Regions from separate parts of the Gossypium hirsutum genome. Here region 2 is linked to region 1. The links are chromatin contacts, called in public Hi-C maps. All regions are on one chromosome and are shown on one strand. The core of a region is the stretch at or near the end of the contact, and the rest is flanking DNA. Distances in the headings are between cores, read along the strand shown.

The links. A called contact is a pair of places that touch in the nucleus more often than the background predicts.
Region 2: a contact with region 1 is called in a Hi-C map of petal, with 2.2 times the contacts expected there. The contact joins the promoter of LOC107910609 here to the promoter of LOC107888831 in region 1. A contact is called at or near these places in 2 of 34 Hi-C or Micro-C datasets (leaf and petal).

The regions. Positions count from the first base shown.
Region 1 is chrD02:28,194,513-28,201,424 of Gossypium_hirsutum_v2.1, reverse strand. It overlaps LOC107888831 (probable LRR receptor-like serine/threonine-protein kinase At1g06840), which reads right to left and starts at 5,213. Exons shown (of 21, transcript XM_041088553.1): 1 at 5,029-5,213; 2 at 4,714-4,831; 3 at 4,273-4,423; 4 at 4,054-4,125; 5 at 3,902-3,973; 6 at 3,529-3,672; 7 at 3,153-3,224; 8 at 2,952-3,023; 9 at 2,654-2,728; 10 at 2,278-2,346; 11 at 2,062-2,130; 12 at 1,767-1,838; 13 at 1,556-1,642; 14 at 1,342-1,410; 1 more. The coding sequence starts at 4,813.
Region 2 is chrD02:28,398,607-28,405,640 of Gossypium_hirsutum_v2.1, reverse strand. It overlaps LOC107910609, which reads right to left and starts at 2,292. Exons shown (of 5, transcript XM_016838515.2): 1 at 1,983-2,292; 2 at 1,159-1,410; 3 at 1-104. The coding sequence starts at 1,410.

The DNA.
Region 1 (6,912 bases), core at 3,964-6,463:
TGATTCTCTGAACTTCGCTCACATTAAAAGTACTGGAGTGGTTAACATTGAGGCTAGGAAAAAGCTTCAAGTACATCCTTAGACGTGGTCCTTTCTCCCAAGAATATGTGTCAATTGACAGTTGATATCGGCTTAATTTCAATGAACTAGTCAAATACACCTCCAAAGGCTGGATGTATGGAGGAAAATAAGAAAAACTAGGGCTCTTCAGACGATATCCAATTCTGAGAGGTGCTGCACAGAAACACGGCAGAGGAGACGCTGGGACATATTCATAGAAATTGTCTGTAGGGCATGCTTGAATTGGGCAATTCGCTGTTGAGTAATTTAAGTTTGTAAGCATCTTATCCTCTCGAGGCTCAGATCCACAGAACAGGTTTACATTCAATAAGTTCGCATTTTTGCAGACAGGATTGCCTTCAAGCCTAAAGAAAAACTGCTAAAATAATAAGGATTTTGATAATAACTTTTTTTTAAAAAAAAGCATGAACAAGGATCCTCTATTAATGTGCCAATAAGTTCATTACAAACAAAAGGTAAGAACAAGAAATAAGAAAAGAATTGAAATCTTTTAGACAAGCAAGTGGGAAAAGCAGTGACAGATCCTGTCATTTTCAACTATGAGCCATTTTTTGTGTAGGTTGTATTTGACATGGAGTCAAGAAAGTTCTTTTGCAGTGCGTGTGTTAGTTTAACTTTTGGAATCTTGAAGAATGTATTAAGGATGCTATTTTACTATCTTAAAGATAACTCAGAGGTGCTCCAAAACATGGCCTACTTTATTGACATCGTAATCATCTAGTTGAGGTTAATTCCAATGCAGATTTGGTGGTTCCTCATTTGAGATGTACCACTCGGATATTGTTGTTTCTTGGAGGTAACTTCGTGTCTCGGTAGATGTTGACTATGATTCAGTGATAGCTAATTGTTGACAAAGTGAAAGCACTGTAATGACAGATTCTTAGGCATATTCTTCGGGATTTTGATTCATTTATTGTTCATAGTTTAGGCGACGTTATGTATATGTATATGTATATAGCGTGTAAATTGATTAGTAGAATACACAACAATATGATTCAGAATTTGCACAGAAGATTTATGCATGTAGGTGGTAAAATAACTGGAATGCACTCAAAGATTAATCAAAGAGTTCAAAAATGTTAATAAGAAAATTGAAGAAAAGTTTATGGTCTAATAAATAATTTTGGAAAGGAAAAGAGGTCATTGCCCCCTCCCTCTATCCTTCCTTGAACCAAGGACATGATAACCATTAAGTGTTAATTTTCTGAATCGAGTTGTTGACCAAGGCTAATGCATGAAACAAAAAAATAAGAAGTTTACCTCAAGGTAACATTCACTGGAGGATTTAGATGTCCTTGAATGCTTGAGAATGAATTGTTTCTAAGATCTCTGCATTTTGGAGGTGCAGACAAAGGGAAAATATTACCAATGCATTCTATTTCATAATAGCAGTGCTTAAATGTGTAGGAAAACAAAGCTTTTCAAAGACATATAATGGTTTATAAAAAGTGAGTTCACTACTTTCAGATCTTACAGCTTAAGTCTAGCGCTAGTACTGAAGGACATGTTCTGCCAAATGTTGGTAGGAACAGGACCTGTCAGAAAATTATTCTTGAGTGATCTGCAATAAACTATCATTCAGATTCTAGACTAAGCAAATATATTCATCCATGAAATCCAAGAGCATCGTAATAGATATTTTAAGCATCATTCAACAACAGGAAATATTAGATATAGATTCTCACAGTTTCTGAAGTGAATGAAGGTCTGAGAAACTTCCAGGGATAGATCCTTTTAGCTGGTTATCTGAAAGATCACTGCAATACGAAGAAGTCATCTCTTACTGGGAATTGGTCTTCACTGCATTTTTATTGAATAATCAACAGAAGGTAATAGTACAAATTTCAACAGATCAATTTATCATTCAGTTTAACCATGAGGCAATTAGATTATCCAGATCAGAACAGGTAAAATTTTATAGGAGTTCATTTATTTATTGAAACAGAACGCTTGATAAGTTTAAATTAGCACTTCACTTACATGGTTGTCATATTCTCTGAAAGCTTATTTTCTGGTATGGGTCCAGCAAGATGGTTCCGGCTGAGATCCCTGCCACATGAATGCAGATACAAGAACAGGAGTTAAGTCTGGTGGCTGCAATGAGATGAAAATTTGCTTTATTGCATAAAGAGCAGCCATGCCCATGAAGGTAAATATTAAATACAAACAATAATTTAAAGAGTAACCCAGACATACAGATAGCTAAGGCTTGGGATCCTGCTAAGATCAGGAACAGCTCCCTGCAAACTGCAATTTCTGAGACTTCTGAAAGACACGAAGAAAGATAAAAAAAAAAAAAGCATCAGTAGTCTTCAGCAGATTGGTGCCAAAACATATTGCTTGTACAGTTTATTCCATGGTATCAAATAGAAAATCTAGACAGAATTAAACATTGAAGAGTTAATTAGGTATACATTATATTCAACACTGGGATTGATGTATTTCTATCTCAATGGCAAGTCCATGGTCTTTATGACCCTTTTAGTTAATTAGTGACATAACAATCACTACCTTTAAAAGCTTAAACGTTTATACCTCACTAGGATTAAGTAAAAGGTTTACTAACACTCACAATTTCACTAATCTAGAAAAGTTCCTGTAAGAAGCTGGAATAACAGATCCACTGAAGTCGTTGTTATCAAGCTGACTGCAGAAATGAAGAAAACAGTTAATGCCAGTACAACTAACACATACATAAGAAAATGAAATATGTATGCCTTATCAAAGTTTGCCACTTAAGATTTTGGTGACAAACACTTAGCTTGGTACAAAAAAGGTATAACATCAATAAAGAAACAAATTAAACCTGGAAGATAATGTCAATAACTAAAGCACATAATGAGGAAGATGATTGTAGGGAAGAAAAATACAGAATGCGCAAATTTGGCAAGTTCGAGAATTCTGGAGGAAGATATCCAGATAAGTTATTATTATCCAAAAGCCTGAAAACAATCAAAATTTTATATCACCAATAACTCACCAGATTACAAAAACAAATAAATAAATATGGATAACAATGCAAAAGAAAATAAAAACGCATATGAATGAGAGCCTATGTTATATGAACTTACAAGTGAAGCAAAGTGAATATCTGAGATAACTCTGGAGGAATTTGGCCTGCAAGGGAGTTGTTGTTGAGGTGGCTGCACATTACAAACCAGCATGTAAAACAAGTAGAAAATTGTTTGTCTCCTACTTAAGCTGTGTAGAAATATACAAGTTAGTTTAGTTAGTTATAAATGAGTTAAACAGCTAAGCTAGTTATGCCTATATATAATATAGCTTAGAGATAATTAACTCAGAATGTATAGAATTCTTTTCTTTGAATTTCTCTCACCTTTGTACAGCTTTATTCATCCATATGGTGAATATTAACAAGGTGAAACACATTTAAATGTTTATGTCCATGTAAAGTAGAAATGGCATTTAGCTTGCAGGTTCACTTACAGGTGTCTCACACTGCTCATGTTGGCAAAGGTTTTCGGTATTTGACCAGAAATGTTGTTCTGATCTAGTTGAAGTCTACTCAGATTTGAGAGGTAGCCAAGTTCATCTGGCAAAGAACCATATAATTTGTTTCCGTTCAAGAGTCTGCATAAAGAATGCCATATAGAAAGTCAAAACTAACAAATATCATGTTTTTCTCTTTATTTTTGGACAACCACTTCATCTTCAAACTCAAAGAGCCTTTCATTTATATATTTTAACAACTTTAAATGGATCTTTGCACCATATAAAATTGATCTTAGGCTGAGAAACTTATTATTACCTCATATTTCTTTATTGAAGAAGAAGAAGGAATAAGAAAAATCCAACTTACAGGAGTCTTAAGGTAGAGATATGTCCTATCTCCTTCGGTATACTACCAGTCAATTCATTCCACATGAAATCTCTTCCACAAACAAAAAGAGAAAAGGAGTTAGCTCTACTGGAAATTATGTATCAAAAACATTTAAGATATAACAAACTCACAGTATTTTGAGGTGAGAAAGTTGGCCAAGTTCAGGCGCTAAAGTTCCAGAGAGATTCATATTTAGTAGCTGACTGCAATAATTATATATAGCAGACAGCATTAAGGACAAGCAGCAAAATTTTCCAGAATCAACAAAATGAAAAACGATTGAAAAGTGGAGCAGCAACCCTATCACAAGTCGATGTAGAGAATGCAAAGAGTGGTAAGAGAAAACGTACAGTTCCTGAACATGCAAATATCCATCCTTCCCAAGATTATGAAAACATAGAATTCCAGTCCAGTTGGATGTGCAAGGATCCCCTTTGTCCCAATTTCTGAGATTGTTCTTTGGATCAACCAATTGCTTCTTCACTGCTAGTAATGCGCTAACTGCAATTATATATAAAAATATTCTGACTTCAACCCATAAAGGAAATTGATAAATAGGGCTTCAAAAAAGCGAAATTTTCACGCCAAAACATGCGTAGATGCAGAAGCAGTATGCATCACCCTTATCCAATAACAATATCCTGAATTCTAAATAAGAAATAAAGTTCATATTACTAATCCAGTCATTTCTATCATTGTTAGATACTTCATCCAGCAAATGGTAAAGATTTAGGTTCAGATTAGTAGTGTTAATTAGAAGTGGAAACGAGAATGATATATGGAATTCAAACCTTCGGAAGGATGGGTAATGGGAGCAGGTGCAGGTGCAGCAAGGAGCAGGAGACAACAACAGCAGAAGCTGAGGGCCAATATGCATCCTCTCCAAATCATCTCCAAGTTGACACACAACTTCAAAAACAAATTTCAATCAAAGTATTGATGAGAAGAGGGAAAGAGGAAAGTGACAAAAAGGAATGGCTGTTGACTGAATCAGCTCATCCATATTTTCAGAAATCAAATCAGTCATCAACGGCTTCCGACGAACATTTACAAGTAGACTTTGGTGGGAATAAAATAAAGTCAACAACTTCGCTTTTTTCTCTTACCTGCTGCTATGCTAATTCCCCTCCGATCAACAATCACAAGTAGAGTTTGGTGGGAATTTGTCAACCTTTGAAAACCAACGCTTTGATTTCGAGTGCCTACAATTTTATTCATGTGCGCATAATGGATACAATAAAAAAATCAATTGAGAAAGTATGACTTATGCCGTCTTTGGAAACTGAAAAGAAAATGCTTTTTCACTTGCTAATTTTTTTTTCTTTTTTTTTTCTTATAGTTTGAACTTATAAGTTTGTATATTTATCTTTTCTCTTGAGATAGACATTATTACCGTTTAAAGGTATATTTGAATTTACAATGGTGTCATAAAGTTGAGTGAGTTACGAATTTCATTTGGCATGTGAGCATGGAGACATCACCCGAAAAGTTGGATCGCATTGCAACTCAAGGTCCCAGTTGACGGTAACTATACGGTCTCTAGTTGAAATGTAACTATAGATTCAATTTTACAAAGGTTGTGCTATCAATGGATGGAGCATAAATGGGGCCCCATTTGACAGTGGTTATGCGGGCACGGCAATGAATTTCTCATGATCAGGGGAGCTTGCTATAAACCACCAAAATAGAACTACGAGGAAGAAAAACGCAGTGGCGTTTTAATATAAACAAGTAATTTGTTTTGTCCATGTCCACAAAATTACTTGATTTTACTAAAGTGCCATTGCGTTTTCCTCCCTCGCACTTCTATTCCGGAGGTATATAGCATCCTCCTTTGATGATGGAAAAAATCATTGTCATGCCAGCATAACCACCATCAACTAGGGCCAAAGTTATGCTCTATCCCTTGGCAGTATAAACTTTGTAAACTTGAAGCCTTAGTTACACTTGAACCTGAGATGATATAATCACCGTCAACTTGGATCTCGAGTTGCATTGCGATCTTGGATTCTTGAGTGATGGCTCCATGCTCATACGGCAGGTGAAATTTGTAGGTCACTCGACTCCACAACATCACCGTGAACCCTAACATAACTTAAAAATAAGATGATGCCTCACTTAAAGCGAAAGAAATAAATCTTTAAACCTGAAAATTTCAATACTCAAAAGTAAGAAAAAATAATTTAAAGATGTGGGTGAGTAGATTTAGCATTAGTGCATTTATATAGGGAATGGGCAAGGTAAAAAGGATAATTTTTTAATCCCGAGAATCTTGACTTGTAATGTATTAAATTTACCCCGAAAATCTCGGGTTGGAGGGTCTTAAATGCACTAGCAATCAAGCATGGTTGGGGGTTGAAACCCCTAGAGACAAAACACCTCTGGCAACAGGCGTTTTTGATTGAAATTATAATGAAAACACTTCCAGCAGGGGCGTTTTCTCTCTACATGTCTAACTAGAAAACGCTTATAGCATGATGCATTTTCACTGCAAGTCTGACATGCCAATGGAAAATGCCTCCTGCAGAGGGTGTTTTCTCTCTAGGGTTTTCATCAACCCGGGATGAAATTCACGATTCTTGAAAAACGCACCTACGGGGGAGCATTTCCACCCCACAAATTTCATGTTCGTCTATGTAAAAGCTTTATAGAAAGAGTGTAATACAAACATTTAGTTTTCCATACCAAAAATTGAAGCAAGTTGTTAAAGGATACTTGGCATTAGCAATCAACATTGTCGTGCAAGCTTGAATTTCATTCCTACGTTGTTGTTGAAGCAAAGGTAATTCGTCAAGTTACGTGTAGGTTTATGGTTTTGGATGATGATAACTATATTTTTTACTATTTCCTCGATTTTAAACATGTGGGTTAAACTATTTTGTCAAAGATGAGCAGACGAGTTAGAGTTGTTATCCATTACAATGGTTAAATTCGTGAGATCGAAATTGGCCTCGTTTTTGTATCAGCGCAATCCAAAGATTTGGCATTCA
Region 2 (7,034 bases), core at 1,043-3,542, 210 kb before region 1:
GGTATAAAGAGGACAGGAAACAAGGCAAGAGAAGTAACAAGCACAACTGCAAGAACTGGGCGACCAAAGGCCGTTGCTTCCCATTGCATGATTGGGAAAAGAATCTACAGTTAAATTGAAAATTCATCAAATGCTAAAGTTTCAGTTATCACATGATGAGTACGCTTAAGGATGCAATCTTAAACAGCATCCAAATCATGAAAAATATAATCATATAAAGAGAGTTGTATACATCCAAAACTCCCATGCAAATTAAACTGGCAAATGAAAACCATCATTTCCTCTGAGAAGTATCAATAAATATCCCTTTCTTAGCTTAGTTCATAGTCCATCTAATATTAATTATTGTTTGAAATGTCACAGATGCTGGTCTTTAGTTTCCAACAGATCACTTGACGTTGACTCTTCCAAACAGATTTCATTGCAATGTTCGTAGTGTAGTTCCAAATATTAAAAATTTTAACGCCCAATTAGTTTTGGATATTGTTTTAGAATTTTTCAACTATATTTTAGCTCTAGATATAATTAAGGAAAACAGATAAAAGACATTATTTGAGAAACCTTGTTTTCCGATTTCTAAAATTCTAGACAACTTTAAATTTTCCATAGAAATTGAATTTTAATAAAGGATTTTCACTTTCAAAATACATTGATGACTTATGTACCTCTTTGAATCATATATTGAGAGTGAAAGTGTAGACAAAACTCAGCTGGTTTTTAGAGCTCATTTTTTTGGTTAAAATCTGGCCTTTCGGATAATTATGGTACCACAATTAAGCAACAAAATTTAACTTTTGTCCACTTCAGTTTAGCTAAAATAATTATAGTACTACAGTTACGCAACAAGATTTAACTTGTGTGCACTCAATCACAATGTAGCTTCTTCAATGCAAATTTTAACATGTCTATGACAAAGAATGTTAAAGTTACCAGGTGATCAGATGTGTAAGCAAACGGTAAATTCATTCAATAAGACACCTAGAAAAAACTAACAACCAAGTACATATTTTCATTTTGCAGGAATTAGTCAAACAACTCAAAGACATGAATTACAAACACAAAAACAACGAACAAAAGTTGTGTAATAAGCAAAACTCTAAGAGATAGAGGACATAGAGAGACAGAAAGCGAAGAGAGCTATGGGTAATCAGTAAGTACCTTCTCGAAAAGAAACGGAACTCCCCATTTCAAAAAAACAAGAATCAATATAACAGCAAAAATGCAGAAGATGAAGGCTTTGATCCACCAGCTAAAAGTTTCACTCCTTGTGGGTGGTTGAGGTTGTAAGATGTCCACTCCAGCTGCGGTAGGTTCATTAGAAATAACCAGCCTATCGTATTCACTATCTTCTCTCGGATGATGCCCAGAGTCAGTGTCATGTTTTTCTATTTCCTTAGACAAGTTTGGCATCTGAACCGAAAAGAAGTTGTACTCAGCAACGTGTTCATACACATCAAACCACGCAAACTAGAAATCATGTCTTGAAAACTAATCAATATCATAAAATTAATCCCTGTCGATTGCCAACTAGACATTAAAAACAGAAGAATCGGACATAAAACTAACACTATATCAGAACAGAACAATTAATGCCGCAAAAATAAAAACATAACTGAATATAGGAACATGAAAGAGATACAAGAAGAAAGTATGATTTCAGAATTAATTAGGGCAGAAGGAATGAAACCCAATAACAGCTAAGTAAATATTATAAAGTCATAATCAGCAGCATATCCAACTCCAATTTATAACATATTTTGAAAAGAACTTCAATTTAGTTTTCGGGTAAGAAGTGAAAACCCTAACTCTAATCCATGGAGATGATCTACGTAGCTTAACAAGGATCCAAATTCAGCCTATCAACCCATATATCTTGATTTTTTTATGATTCTGGTAGGTAACTCTCTTTCGCATATACAACTTTTTCCTTCATAAGAATCTAAGGAAAAAGAGAAAAGAATATAAACTTAAGGCTAATTCACCTCTCTCTTCGTCTTTATTGTTAAAGGTTAACAAGTTCCAGTTCCAAAGACGTCGGAGGAGGAGGAGGAGAAGCGACACTCAAGACTAGCTCCTCGGCCGGCGGTAGGTCTGTAGGTGTGACGATCAGGCGGCTGGTCGCAGATTTGTTGGTTTGGCTTTTACTTTGAACGAGAAAGCGTGAAGGTTTGAAATAAGGAATTTTCCAAACACGCCTTTCATAGTGTGTAACAAAAATTCAAAAACTCAACTTTTTCTTTATTCTAAATTTGAAAACCAAAAAATAAATTAAAAAATTCTTTTTTCTCTTCCTTTAGTCCTAAGCTTTTCTCACACATAGAATATATTACCAGAATTTGAATGTCTGCCACGTGGGCTGGTAAATTTTCAAGGAAATCTAACTTATTTAATTTAAATTAAAAAAGAAGTTGATGCTTTAATAATTGTATTATAAGGTATAGTACAAATTTGAAATATATAACTATATGTGATAACTTTCTTACTCTTAATTACAAGAGTTATATCAAATAATTAATTATAAAATTTATATTTTCGTAATTTTATTTAAATTAAAAATCGTTAAACAAAATTTAATATCATCATTTTATAATTATTATAATTTAAAAATAATAATATTAATAAGTGGTTAAAAAAATTGAAATTAAATTTTTTATTAAATATTTACACTAAATTTAAATCCTAAAATCAATATTATTGCTACGAAGGATTAAGATACTTATGGTTATACCAAAAAACATCATACTTTTATTCTAAGCTTTTAGAACAAATCTCAAAGTTCACCAAGCTTCCACCTTGTTAAGCTGTAATTTTATTTAAAAAAATAATTGATAAAGTTCAATTTGACTATTAATCTTTCAAAAAGAGTTTTATGCTATCATGAAATTTTTTGTCTTATATGTCATGCCGGTAAATTAATTTAAAATTTATAAAAATTTTCAAAAAATAAAACATTCAAAAAATTATAATGGGTGAGCTGTCATGTTTAAAAATTTAATGTTTTATCCGGTATTTCTATTAATTTAAAATACCAATGATCAAATTTAACTATTTTTAAAAGGTTAATGGTCAATTTTAACCAAAAAAATCAGTCAAATTGATAAAAGATGTAAATATTAAGAGTTAATTTATCGTTATATTTTCATAATAAAAACTCAAGTTATATTCTTCTAGTACCTTACCTAGGTAGAATTTTTAAGCAATCATAAGATATTATTAGTGTATACTATTATTTAATCTTTTAATTAAAGTATTGTTGGATAAATTAAAAAAATTAAGTATAGAATTCTTTAAGTGATAGATTTACATTATAAAACTGTTTGTTATTGTTAAGCTCGATAATCACCAAGAGAAAGGTGAATTAGTGTTTTAAAAACTATAAAGAAATATGACAAACAAAGAAGACTTAAGAATGTATAGTGGTTCGTCCCCAATTGTCTACCTCCATTACCTAAGTTTACCACAACTAAGGATATTCCAAGTTCACTATATTTGAACCTTTCAAGGACAATGTTTAACATTTACAAAACCCTATCTTTTCACTAAGCAAGATAAAGTCATTTCCTTTCAGATTTTCTACCCAAAAACCTTAAACAATCCCTTACAAAAATGAAAAGTAAGAACAATGATTAAAGACACCTCTCAAAGGAAGAAATTACAATGATAAAACTAACTTAATAGCAATACAACACTTGAAAAGAATAAAAGAAATGGTTGCTCAAGTATGTGTATGAAGAACAAAGAGAATATCAATGAAAAGATTACATTTTTGTGTAATTAACTTTACAAACTTTTTTCTTGAATTCAATGTGGAGCTATTGACTTGTATTTACGTCTTCTAACAATTTAGTAGTCATTTGGAGACATTGGGATTCAATTATAATCGTTGTTGCAACTAATTTGTGTATGCTTCTATTTCAATTCATTAACATGAAAAGACAATAGAAACTGTTACGAATTTTCTTATAGTGTGCAAGTGTACACAATCGCTAGCAAGTAATATAGTAGTAAATACTAAAGTTATCGTCTCTACAGGGACTGATTTTAAAACATAAATTTTGAAGTTAACAAATGGCAACTTGGAAAGGAAATACAAAATTTAATTGAATGCAAAAAAAAAAGAAGAAGATGTAAAGCAATTGAAAAGAAAAACACAAATTAAGTAATGAATTGAAAAACCAGAATAATTATTTCCCCTAATATGCAACTACTAGTAGTGGTGTTGTAGCAATGTTGCAACATTATGACGATTTATTAATCCGAAATTAACAGTTTATAAGCTTCTTTCAAAGCCACTATGTTCAATCCTTAATAACATATGTTTATTCCAAATTAATGTCAAGATTACAATTGCAAGCACCATTTCTACAAGATCATGCACGGTAACAATATATGTCTATATCATTACACATTTAAAATCAAAGAAATTAAACATGCACCATTCAAGTTTTACATCCATTAATCACAACCTTTTTAGATTAACAAGCATCTTTAACAAAGTACCAATAATCTCATATTATGGGCTAAAGCCCATAATCATCAAATTAACAACAATCAAGCAAAACTGAGCCATGGTTCAAAATAGCAAAGGAAAAGAAATAAAAGTCACAGAGAAAGGTGAAGAGATGATGAGCCGAATGAGGTGGTTCTCCTCCAGACATTTTTATCGCTTTCTTCCTCTTTGGATCTTTTTCTTCTCTAACTTGCTTCCTTCTGAAAACTGATATTACGTTATGTACCAGACGGCTCTCCTCTTTTTTTTTCTCAAAGTATGATATTTATATCTCCCCAAAAGATTGTGGACTAGGTCAACTCCCTTTCCTATTCTATTTTTTTGTCCTCTTGGGAGTGTTTTGGGCCTTTACATTTTCACATAGCCTATTCTTTTTTATTCTTGGTCATTATCAACACTTGATTAAAAGATGGGTTAAGCCCAAAAGTTGATGTTGTATTCTTTAAGTGTGAGCTTCTCAATCTATTCCCGTTAGCCTCAGACTCGATGCTGCGATAAAAGCATTGAGGCTTCAGATGTTGAAATTCAGCATATTCTTTTCTCCACCTTTCTGATGTTCTATTAGCCGCCTTCAAGAATAAAATTTCATATTTTTAGTGTCTAATTTGGTAAAAAAATATTATTAAAATAAAAACTTTAAAAGTTAACTACTTAACATAAACATAACTAAAACAATTACAAAAATACTTTATATCATTCTTAACTTGATTGAAATATAAGCTTAAGAATAACAAAATAACTCTATATCCTAGAGTTGTCACACCCCAAAACTTAATTCATTACTCGTCTTGAGTGATGACATTATTTAACCTAAGAGACACGACCCAAATAACCAATGACACATAAAAGAACATGCTAAGACTCAAAATCAAAACGAGCAAGAGTAGCCAATCGAAATCAACTTTCTCAAATGGTCATGCAATAATGATATAATGCTCTTAATTCAATTTCCAAAATATCTAACTTATGTGCACTTATGATCCTAATTCCTCAAGTATTAAAATGCTAACAAAGCCAAGATTTGAATGCATTCCCTGTAAGTGTAACACCTTATACCTAACCTAATCGACGGATCCAAACTATAGGGTGGTACGCTCCATATCCGAATTTAATTAACACATCTATAAATATATTCTACAATTCATATTCACGTAATACAAAAATTATTCAGCATAGTTAGCTAATTGACTTCGCCAATTCAAGAATTTAGTCCAATTATATACCTTTAATTTAATATACAAAATTTTTACAAGGTAACTATACTATATTAAATTATTTACTTAGTCTCGGAAATGATATTTTGTTACATAAATACAAATTTGACTTTGACCCTAAAGCTCCGCCTCTAGGTCGCCCCATTATATGCATATTACACTTGAGTAGTAAGTCTGCTTGAGCATGGTAGATTCTGGCCTAGTCCTTCCTTGAATCCTTGAATTTCCCTATTTACTTGCAATAAATTATAACACATAAGTAAGTACAAATGAACTTAGTGAGTTTTCCATACCTTGTATCAGTACAACGCTAGCAAGCTTAAACTTCATGGTTCAAAATTCAAGTTTGACTTTATCTGCACTAGGATGATTTGTTGATCTTATTGGCGTAGTATTGACACTGCATAATTGGCTCAACTTGTACTTAGTACGTCATCTTTAATGATACCACCGCATAATTTACTTGTGCATCTTGGAGAATGATTCAGCTTGTTTGACCACATTGGTGTTGGAAAAATGTGATTTGAAAACGGTTTTCTTGCACAAGACAATTGTGGCAACTAAAGCAGTGAGAAATGTATATCTTTACTTTGATAATTTTAGGAAGACTATTTCGAAAGATGTTTTCTATGTACCAAGTTTCAAAAGAAACTTAATTTCAGTTGCATGTTTATATAAAGATGGTTTGTCGGTGACTTTAAATAATGGAATTGCAATATTTAGAAATCACAATCTTATTTGTAATGGATGAATGCCAAATAATCTCTATTTTATCAAACCAAAGATGTACACACTGCTTGAGACTGAAATATCGAATAAGAAACTTAAAACTTCTCACTCTAATGAAGCGTACCTTTGGCATGTAACCTTCCTATCTCGACCTAGAAGTTATGGCCAAATACTGAAGGCTACATTGGCCACTAGAATGGCATAGAAACACTTCCATAATTTCAACAATATTCTAAAACCATTTTCCGTTTTATTCAAATCTAGTGAACTTGGTTATTGGTCTTTATTTCGAGAAAACATGTTAATTTCAAAAATCAAGTGTCTTTGGAATTTCATTTGTAAAGATTAGTTATTTCAAAAACTAAGTTGTATTTTATCAAAAACTTATTTTCAATATTGCAGTGGAAACAAGTGATATTACCAGATCTTTGTTTAAAAACCAATTTTTCATACATGATCATTTAAATACCAAATAAGCAGTTTAAAACTTAAATTCATGCAAATCAAAATAAAAATCCACAAAATAAAGTCTCATGCCATAGTCCATATAAAAATAATTACAGTCTCAAAATAATTATTAA